Linked DNA regions of Sus scrofa: region 1 is linked to region 2. A link is a contact called in public HiChIP or PLAC-seq data. All regions are on one chromosome and are shown on one strand. Each heading gives the region's core, a stretch centred on a gene start, on an enhancer-like site or on the middle of the called end of the contact. The rest is flanking DNA. Distances are from core to core; before and after follow the strand shown. Region 1 overlaps TCTN1 (tectonic-1). Region 2 overlaps RAD9B (cell cycle checkpoint control protein RAD9B).

Evidence for each region. HiChIP or PLAC-seq counts read pairs in DNA pulled down with a chosen protein or histone mark.
Region 1: a contact with region 2 is called in an H3K27ac HiChIP or PLAC-seq map of alveolar macrophages. The contact joins two enhancer-like sites. A contact is called at or near these places in 1 of 5 promoter capture datasets (fetal liver) and 2 of 2 datasets of contacts at active chromatin or transcription factors (alveolar macrophages and skeletal muscle).

What each region holds. Positions count from the first base shown.
Region 1 is chr14:31,993,494-31,998,539 of Sscrofa11.1, forward strand. TCTN1 (tectonic-1) reads left to right here. Exons shown (of 15, transcript XM_021074349.1): 6 at 761-870; 7 at 2,262-2,282. Among named protein-coding and RNA genes, the nearest start is that of TCTN1, 42 kb to the left of the region's middle. Within about 2 kb of position 1,373, at least 3 of the 83 cell types and tissues checked have an H3K27ac peak or open chromatin away from gene starts, as enhancers often do. A contact at or near this core is called in alveolar macrophages, where this site is marked.
Region 2 is chr14:31,879,634-31,885,278 of Sscrofa11.1, forward strand. It overlaps RAD9B (cell cycle checkpoint control protein RAD9B), which reads left to right. Exons shown (of 11, transcript XM_013982863.2): 5 at 2,369-2,468. Among named protein-coding and RNA genes, the nearest start is that of VPS29, 13 kb to the left of the region's middle. Within about 2 kb of position 1,933, at least 3 of the 83 cell types and tissues checked have an H3K27ac peak or open chromatin away from gene starts, as enhancers often do. A contact at or near this core is called in alveolar macrophages, where this site is marked.

The sequences.
Region 1 (5,046 bases), core at 123-2,622, 110 kb after region 2:
GTAAGGATGTTAAGGCTGTGGAGAAATAGTCACTTGTCTATATAGCTGGTGGGACTAAAAATTGGATTAGCCTCTGTATTGATACCACTTTGGCAATAGGTATCAAAATTGCAAATGAATATGCCCTTTGACTTAGCTGTTCTAGAAGCTGGTCCTGCAGAAACTCTGGCCCACGTACAAAACAATAAACTACAGCATTGTGTATGATAGCAAAGCTGGAGACTGCTTACGTGTCCATTCATGGGGAACTGATTGAATAGATTATGGTGTGTCTATAATAGAATACTAATTATTCCTAAAAAAGGAGGAGGAAGCTCTTCATGTACTAAGGTAGGCTGAACTCTAAGATAAATTGTTCAGTGAAAAAAAAACAACAAAGGGCAGAATATATATTGTGTGTTTGTTTCCAAAAGGAGGCAGAAATACTAAAATTATATTTATATACACACCTTTATTTGCATAGGATATTTCCAGAAAGATACGAGAAAGTTCATGCTGATTGTCTCTGGGGAAGGGAACTGATAGTTGCTGGGGGCTGGGGACAGGGTTCAGAGGGAGACTTATCTCAGTATCTTTTTGTGCCTTTTGAATTTTGAGTCATGTGAATGTATCACATATTTGAAAAATAATTTCTTAAGCCCTATCTTAAGCAAGTTTTGCGTCATAACTTTGCGGTTTTACTTAGATTACAATTTTTCAGTTACCATTGGACAGTTGAAAATTTTTTTCCCTTTTTCCTTGGGAATGTTACGATTTCCAGCATTTCTGGTTAACCAAGCTGTTAAGTGTACCAGAAGGATAAATTTGGAACAGTGTGAAGAAATAGAAACCCTGAGCATGGCTTATTACAGCAGCCCTAAAATTTTGAAGGTAAGAATTATTTTGAAGTGAAACCGATTCATTAGATTTGTTTTCTGTTCTTTGTACCCTTTTAAAATATGACAACTAGAGAATCAGTTCAGTACATGATTGACACTCCAAATTTTTCTTCTCCAGTTCTTTAGAATACTGATACCAAAGATATTGAAATGATCACTTAAAATAATTTTTATTTTTATATAGTTAGCTCATATTTTGCTTTCATTTTTTTCTTTTTGCTTTCAGTCATTTTGATGGTAACCAATAATGTCTGTCTCATGAATTTAAAAAACCTTTATTAATAACCAAAAACTTTAGAATTATAAAAGCATTTTAATGACTATCACAGAAATGATCATATTAGCACCAAAAAGTTCTTTGTGGTTGGAAAATGAAATAAGCACCCAGGAAAGGACAGGAAATAGGTGTGCTGGAGAAGGGAACAAGGCCCCTTCTTCCTGCTTGCAGTGACTGAAGCCTGAACTGAATAGATGAGAGAGGAAGCTGACCCACTCAGTGAATGACGTGGAGGGTCACGGGGGAGAAGACATTTGACTGTGATTAAAGACCATATGATGATTGTGAAAGCCTCTCTCTCCTCCTGATTTCTTTCTTTTGCAGTAGGGAGTGTGGGAGTAGGGGGTCCATGGCACCTGTATTCATTGGAGCTTCAGTTTTCAGAATCAAGTTTAACCTTTTCCTCCCCCCGTCAGCCATCTATGCCTGTGAATTCTTCCAGCTGCTATGACTTCTCACAGTTGTCCTGGAAGCAATCCCTCAGGCGTGCAGGCATAGTTCTCTTTCAGCTCAGGGCCCCAGGCATGTCTACTCATCTCCCTTCCCAGAGCTCCCAGTGGCCTAATAGGATGTCTTGTGGTTGGAGGTGGGGACAGGAGTGAAGGGAAAGCGAGTCCTTCAGGATAAGAGCTCCAGCTGCACTGTGGAGCCAGGAGCTTGGCCTCGAGGCAGGAAGAGCAGTTAGGGGACCAGAGCTGGGCAGGCAGTGGTGTCCTTCTGGTGAGGACAGGCCCAGTGCAAGTGACCAGGAGGATGGGAGCCATGTCTCCATTACTGTGCTGTGATGACCATATGGAAAATACTGAATAATGACTGAAGTCCACTGAGGTATGGAGGCTTCCAGAGATGAGCCCTGCCAGACTGGTCTAGTGAGTTTCCAATCTGAAGGAAATGGATGTGGAAGGAGAATATAAAGTTACCTCTTTCATTGTGATGGAGATTACAAAAATATAGATAGATGGCAAGTCTTTATTAAGAACATTTCTGTTTTCCTCTTTGAGAAATCTTTAATATGGTGAATATGCCCTTTAACCCACACTCCAAAAAAGCAATAAAAATGTTTCTTTTTGTTGAACTTAACAAAATTTGTTGTTCTTTTTATCTAGGTGCCTGGTTCAGGAACAAAGGTAAGAGTACTTCTTAGTGGAATTGTCTTATTTTGGAGCCCTTTGAAATGAATACATTATGATTAGAAGGGTACATTTTTGCCAGTAACAAAAACATTTGCCAGAAAGCATGAAGAAATGAAATAGGGAAACACCTTATAGACCACCTTTTTATGATCACAAAAGGGTCATATTTTCAAATTCCCTTAGTTTTGTAGTCCACACTTGTTCATATTTAATGACCTAGCTGTCTTGAGTGACTGTGTGGTAGGTACTGTGTGATAGGTTCTGTGCTTTTAGGGAGTGCCTTGATATTGTCTCAGTTTCTTGTCAGGAGAGCTGGCTAGCTCCCAGCATGCTATGTGTCCATGTAGAAGATAGAAACATTTTGCCCAGTGAATGTACACACTCGTGTAGGAGGTGAGCACTCTCAGAGTAGCTTCCAGGGTTGGGTCACAGGTAGGTTCTATTCAAAGCCTTAACGCCCCAGCCCAGGGGCTCTCTAGGGCTGTGGTCAGGAAGCCACATCTCTTTGTGGATATGTCAGAAGGATGGTGGATCTTACCTCTTATTTTGGGGTTTGCGTCCTGTGCCTGCCTGTGAATACAGTCCCCAAGAAGGCCCAAGGCCATGCATGACCTTGTCCTTGTCTTCCAAAGCCTGAGGAGCCTCAGCCTTGGTTCCAAACTCTGCTTTGCCATTATTGGGTGACATGTACTTCAGTCTCCCCAGTTGCAGGTGGGGGTAGGTGTCTGCCCCAGAGGCTTGAGGTAAGGCTCCAGTGAGAGGACACACAGGTGGTGATTGGCGCGGCGTCGGTTACATGGTACTCTGCAGATAGCAGTCCCTGCTGTGATTGATTTCATCAAGTCTCTGGTCACAAACATGTTCGAGATAGCCATCTGGGAGGAAATAGTCTTGTGACTTTGGATTTCACACTACTGTGTGTGGGCCTGGATGTGCGAAAGTGCTGCCAAACTTATTTTTTAATTAATTACTTAATTTTGGCCACACCTATGGTAAGTGGTAGTTCCCAGGCCACAGACTGAACCCATACCATAGCTGTGATCCGAGTCACTGCAGTGACAATGCTGGATCCTTAACCTGCTACACCGAAAGAGAACTCCTGTCAAACTTATTTTAGTTACAGTACATCTTTAAGCAGAACCTTCCCTGGTGTGTAACATGGATCGAATCCAAAGCCCTAGTTGGAGCAGGGGTGGGGTCAGAAGCCCTCTACCTGCGCAGTCTCCCCATCTTCTGTTTGGTCCCTCTGGAGGAATCCTATGGCTCCTAGGGACCCAGTTTGAAAGCCATATAGTAGACCAGCTCTTAAATACCTCCAACCACTAAAAAAATGCTTTTATTCTACCATTCAAAGCTTGAACTGTCTGTGGGGGCAGCCTCCCTGTCCACCATGTGGCATCAGTACTAAGGTGGTTTCTAGTATGTTTTGGGCAATCAGTGGACAATTCAACGAATGAAGGTTTGGTTCAATCAAGTAGGGAAGACCTATTATGAGAAATAATGGGACATTACTGAGGGGCATGTATGTGCCAGGTTCTGTTCTAAGCACTACTCCAGTCCACGGTCCTCGAGTTGTTCCAGCCATCCTAGGAGATAGGTCCTTTTGTTGGCACTCTCTGGCACATGAGTGAGAGAGATGCATTAGCCTGCCCAAGGCTACACACCGGAGAGTGGCAGAGCTGGGGCAGCAAGCCAGGCTCTCTGGCCCCAGAGACCTTATTCTTAACTATGACACTGGACTGGCTCTACTGTGTGCCAAGCCCTGAGTTAGAAGTTTCACACATTCTCTCTTTGCATTTTGTGGCCACGTGTTCAGGACTTCTAACTCAGATCTGTGTGGCACCAGAGCTTGTGCTCATATCCGAGATGTGTTTAATTTTATTTTTATGCATCCGTGGCATATGGAAGTTCCCAGGCCAGGGGTTGAATCTGAGCACCTGGATCCTTTAACCCACTGCACTGAGCTGGGGATCAAACCCGTGCTGCCACAGAGACGACTCTGGATCTTAACCTGCTGTGCCATAGCAGAAACTCCGAAGTTAAAAAAAAATTTTTTTTAATGCAGCTTCCAAAGTGAGTTAGAGGATCAGGAATATAAAAATTGGATCCAACCATTAAATGAAGCCCGTTATGATTGCCTGGAATGGTTGTCAGTATCTACTGAACCATTAGAGAAAGGTCGTCATGGCCCTGTCGTTGCATTGTTAAGTGTGCTTTAGTTCTTTGCCTTTTGTAGCTTGTGAATGGGAGACATTGAATAGGACATTCAGGAAACCAGAACAGCCCTAGCATTTCCATTCCTCTGACTGTTCCATTTGATGTTGATAGACTAGTGCAGCCCTTGTCACTTAACCTCATCCGTCGGTCTTCACAAAGCTGGTTTAAACTGAACCCTTCTGTGTCTGCCAGCCACCCTCACTCACCATGAGAATGGCTCCTCAGCGGCTTGTGTGGGAGGTGTGCCACATCAGGACATGCTCAGTTAAAGGATCCCAGGGTTGTCTGATGACTTAAACTTACGAGATAATTAACTCAGTCGCATGGGACTCCCTGCGGAACTCTTAAACCCAGTGGTGCTGCTTGTTACGCAGAGGACATTGTGATGACAGGTGTTGCCCTTCTGTGACTCTGTCACATGACAGCCGTCTTTGCTTCCAAACCATGTCATGTTCTTTTCTATTAGAGGTTTTACTTACAAGGACAGTTGCAGGTCTTCTTGGTCATGGGAGCAGACACGTAAGAACTACTTGTTTATCTG
Region 2 (5,645 bases), core at 683-3,182:
TAAAAAGGCATTCTGCAGATGTGCTAATGACTTTAAACTCTCAAAACAGTGAATTTAAAGGCATTGAGAAACATTTGAATAACATAATTTGAGTAACTGATCTAAGAAAACATTTGTACAGTTTATATCAGAGAATGTTTGGCCTACAGTAAGCATTCTCTTTACTTAATCTGTTTTTTGTTTTTGTTGTTGTTTGGCCACACCTGCAGCATGTGGAAGTTCCCAGGACTGGGATCAAATCTCTGTCACAGCAGCAACCTGGTGCTGCAGTGACAACACCAGATCCTTAACCTATTGTGCCACAGGGGGCCTCCCTACTTCCTATTTTCTTATTGTTTGTCTCCCCTCACTAGAATGTAAGCTCTGTGAGGTTGGAGATTTTTGTCTGATTTGTTCTTCGCTAGTCCACAGCTCCAAAAGTAGTCCCTGTATGGTAGGTTACAGAAAAATACTTATAAATTATTTGCAGGCCCTCCCTTTGAAAGCTGAAGTACTTCCCCAACTCTCAGCTGGACTTGGACTTGCTTTGATATCAATAGAATGCATTAGAAGTGATATTATGTGGGTTCCAAGCCTAGGCCTCCAGAGACCTGTCAGTAGTTCCTGTTGTAGCTCAGCAGGTTAAGAACCCGACTAGTATCCATGAGGATGAGGGTTCGATCCCTGGCCTCTTTCAGTAGGTTAAGGATCCAGTGTTGCTGCAGGCTGCAGCATAGGTACAGATGTGGCTCGGATCCAGTGTTGCTATGGCTGTGGCATAGGCTGGCAACTGTAGCTCCAGTTTGACCCCTATCCCAGGAACTTCCATATGCCCCAAGTATGTCCCTAAAAAGCAGGAAAAAAAAAGAAAAGTATGTCAGCTTCTACTCTTAAACTAAGAATGTTTCCATCGGCCTGAAAATAAGCACAGCAAAGTGTAGACTCCTGGAAGATTGCAGACCAGGTGGTGAAAGGCCCCAGCCATCCTGCTGTTCCGGTTGTCCCAACTTTGAGGCCCCAGATGTGAAAGTGAGGCCATTCAAAATGATCCAGCCACAGTTAAGCCAGCCTTCACCAGAGGAGCCACTCAATCGTGAGAAATAACAAATGTTTGTTATTTTGAACCACTAAATTTTTGATGTGGTTTGTTATCCAGCAAAAGCCAGCTGATCAGCCTTGTACACAGCAAGTGCTCAGTAAATATTTATGAAAATAATAAATGTTGCTGTTTTTATTAATTCAGTTAAAAATAAGTTGAGAAATATTTATAGTGAATCCTTTTGCTTCTCATGGTAACATTATTATGCTGTAGAAAGTTATAGCCTACCTGAATTTTATTTCATGGGCTTTATGTTCAAACTTAGATTCAGAGGAGTTCCCGTTGTGGCTCAGAGGGTTATGAACCCAACTAGTATCCATGAGATTGTGGGTTTGATCCCTGGCCTCGATCAGTGGGTTAAGGATCCAGCGTTGCCTTGAGCTGTGGTGTAGGTCACAGATGTGGCTCAGACCCAAGTTGCTGTGGCTGTGGCATAGGCCAGCAGCTGCAGTTCCAATTCCACCCCTAGCCTGGGAACTTCCATATGCCAGAGGTGTGGCCCTAAAAAGCAAAACAAAGCAAAATACAACTTAGATTCATAAAATTTAAAAAAGAGAGAGAGGATTTCCTTTGTAGCGCGCAGCAGGTTAAGGATTTAGCATTGTCATTGCAGCAGCTCAGGTCACTGCTGTGGCACAGGTTCAACATGCCACCAATATGGCTAAAAAAAAAGAGAAAAAACAAACTTAGATTCAAAATCTAGCCATACTTGTTAAAACAGCATAGCACAGCACTTAACAGAGCTCTAGAACTATAGCTTCATCTTTTGATATTAAGTACCTACTCCACAGGGATATTGTGAGGATCAGAGGTACTGCATGTGCAATGTGTGCTGCAGTTTCTACTGCAGGACATTGGGCCATAGCTGTTGTTGCTACACACTCCTCTCTTCCTCCTCTCAGAGGAAAAGAACCCAATGATCAGGTTTTACTTTCAGAGGTTCCATCCAGAAATATCAGTCTTGGATGAAAAATACTGAAGGAGAATCATACATATATGATCTGCAGTGGGTATTTACTGTTTTACACGCAATATAAGAAATTCCCTGAAAAGAAGTGGGAGCTCTGCTACCTGATTGGTCAGAGGGTGTGACATGTTACATGGTGTCCACTAGGGAGCGATAAATACATTCATTAAGGAATAGTGCTTCTGGTAAGCTATGTGTACCTGCCAACTATTGAATATTACTTTAATTTTACTATTTTTATATGGCTGTGAAATTTAAAGCCTTTTAAACATCTGTTAATTTTGCACTTGAAATTATTAATGTATTTCCTTATTATTTTTAAGGTATTAAAAGAATTCATAATGTGTGTTTTCAAGAAAGTCAGCCTTTGCAAGTTATTTTTGAAAAGAACATGTGTACTAATATGCTAGTGATTCAACCAAGGTAATGAGCTCTCTTTTGCTTATTTTTATTCTTCTGAATATAGTCTGGTCACAGAGTAAAGAATTAATGCTCTAGAACTTTAAACTCAGTCATATGTATGTGTGTGTGTATTTCTAACATTAAATATATATATATAAGATACATGAATATATATATATAAGACATATGAATATATATATAAATATATATATATTTAACCTAACAATGGACTTACAGAAATCACCTTACAGGATCAAGAGGAAGCCTTAAGAAAGATAATAGTAAATAATGACTAATGGTAGAAATTATACTTTAGTGGTCAAGAAAGTTCTAGAAATACCCCATCAGTGGCTTTTTACATTAAGTCATTAAGAGAAAAATATATGAGCTAATAATATTTTGAATTAATATACTGCCTTCTCTCTGAGTCTTAACACACATAGCCCAAGGATATTTTAACATTTTTTATGTGAAGTGATTTTTATCCCTATTTCTGTTTTTTTTTTTCCTAGAGAAGGAGTGAAACATATTTGTCAGTGAAAGGTACTCGATTTTTCAGTTAAGCTGTAGCATTAAACATTTAACAGTAATTACTTTGTGAGCCAAAAGATCTTTTATCCTTATTGTTTTTTAAATTACGAGAAAGTATGTGTGTTCCTTGCAATATACGTAAAATTTGCGGAAGAGTGCAAAAATGAAAAATGAAAGTCTTTCTCATCTACTTGCTGTGTATATCCTACTTGACAGAGTAACACCTCATAACAAGTTGGTATATATCCTTCTGCATTTTCTGTTTATAGCCAGTCTCTCTATAACTTTCTCTCTCTCTGTAGCTATGGATATCTTTTTTTTTTCTTTCTCCCTCTCTCTCAAATTTATATCACATACTAGACACATACATACTTTTTAAAAAGAAAATGTCCTACTACTATTCTTGTCTGGCAATTTGCTTTTTTAGTTTCTGTGTCCATCTTATTCTTTTTAATGATTATATAATTTTTCATTGTGTGACTGAAATGTAATTTAGTTACCCATCACCCTATTAGTAGAAAAGTTGGTAGTTTCCAGCTTTTTGCCCTCACAAACAATGCTGTTAGTAGTGCATAGGATAGTGTATTAGTTCCTGTTTCTGTGGAGTAAATTGTCCCATAGCTTAAAGCTTTAGAAATAACCAGACATTTATTACTTCAAAATAATAAGTGTGGCTTAGCTGGGTGCTTTTAGCCCAAGGTTTCTCATGAGGTTGAAGTTAAGCCATCATCCAGGGCTGTGGTCTCATCTGAAGACTGAACTTGGGGAAATTCACTCTCAGGCTCACTGATCTGGCTGTTGGAAGGCCTCAGAAGGTCAGCTTCCAAGCTCTCTCCCATGGCTGCTTGTAGCCCTCATTTCCTTACCATGTAGGCCTCTCTGTAGGCTACCTCATTTGTCCTCACAACATAGCAACTGGTAATCTGGGCCAGGGGTTGGGGGTAGCGAGAGAGAGAGAGAGAGAGAGAGAGAGAGAGAGAGAGAGAGAGAGAGAGAGAGAGAGGGGGAAGGGGCAGTATCCTATTATGGAAGCCATAGTCTTTTTTAAAACTAATCTCAGAATTGACATTTCATCACTTTTTCTTTATTAAATGAGAATCTGTAAGTGCAGACCATACTCTAGGGGCAGGGGATTATATAAGGGTATGAATACCAGGCAGTGGGGATCATTAGGGGCCATTTTATAGGCTGCCTAACACGGAGTTCTAAAAATGAAATTGCTGGGTCAAAGGCTTATACAAATTTTAAATTTGCAGAGTTCCCGTTGTGGCGCAGTGGTTAATAAATCCGACTAGGAACCATGAGGTTGCAGGTTCGGTCCCTGCCCTTGCTCAGTGGGTTAAGGATCTGGCGTTGCCGTGAGCTGTGGTGTAGGTTGCAGACGCAGCTCGGATCTTGCGTTGCTATGGCTCTGGCGTAGGCCGGTGGCTCCAGCTCCGATTCGACCCCTAGCCTGGGAACCTCCATATGCCGCGGGAGCGGCCCAAGAAATAGCTAAAAAGACAAAAAAAAAAAAAAAAAATTTAAATTTGCGTGTGGACTCACTACCAAATTGCTATCTGAAAAGTTTGTACCAATTTACATTCCCACCAAAAGTGTAGGAGAATCCTTCCAGGTAAAGGATATGATTTGCCAAACTGATAGGCAGAAAATGGCATTATTGGTTATTCTTTATCGGGTTTATTTTATTACCAGAGAGTATAAGCATCTTTTTTTTTTTTTTTTTTTTTTTTTTTTTTTTGGTGTTTTTAGGGCTGCACCCAAGGCATTTGGAGGTTCTTAGGCTAGGGGTCGAATTGGAGCTGTAGCTGCTGGCCTACACCACCGCTCACAGCAATGTGAGATCCTTAACCCACTGAACGAAGCCAGGGATCGAACCCACGTCCTCATGGATACTAGTTAGGATCATTAACCACTGAGCCACGATGTAGACTCCAAGCATCTTTTCATATATTTATTAGCAATTTGTATTTTTATTCCTTTTTGAATTGCACATTCCTGTTGTCATTTTTTATCAGGTTATTTGGTAACTTATACAACACCTCTCTCTTAACACTGGAAAAGTTCCCAGATTAATTTGGTAGGTGTTCCTGACATTTTGGCACCAAGAAACATTGTTAATCTAACGTCTAGCATCAGGTTAACACCAACATTACATAAATTCTAAGAATCTCATTTAAGAATCTAACCATATCTCAATCTCAAAAATGGGCCAGAGCTTATAATGCTATAAAGAAAAGATAAATAACCTAACTAAAAAATAGGCAAAGGATTTAAATGGACGTTTTCCCAAAAAACATATACAAATGGCCAACAAGCCCATGAAAAGAAGATCAACATCATTATTAGTCTTTAGGGAAATGCAAATCAAGCAACTTTAAATCTGTGAATTTTATGGAATGTGAATTTTGTCTCAATAAATGTGTTTATTAAAAGGGAGCCCAGGGAGCTCCTGCTGTGATGCAACAGGATTGGCAGCGTCTTGGGAGCTGCTGGGATGTGGGTTTGTTCCCTGATCCGGCACAGTGGGTTAGGGATTCAGTGTTGCTGCAGCTGCGGCCTAGGTCAAGACTGTGGCTCGGGTCTGATCCTTGGCCCAGGAGCTCCATGTGCTGAGGGGCAGCCAAAAATGGAAAAAGAAAAAAAAAAAAAAAAAAAAGTCCAGGA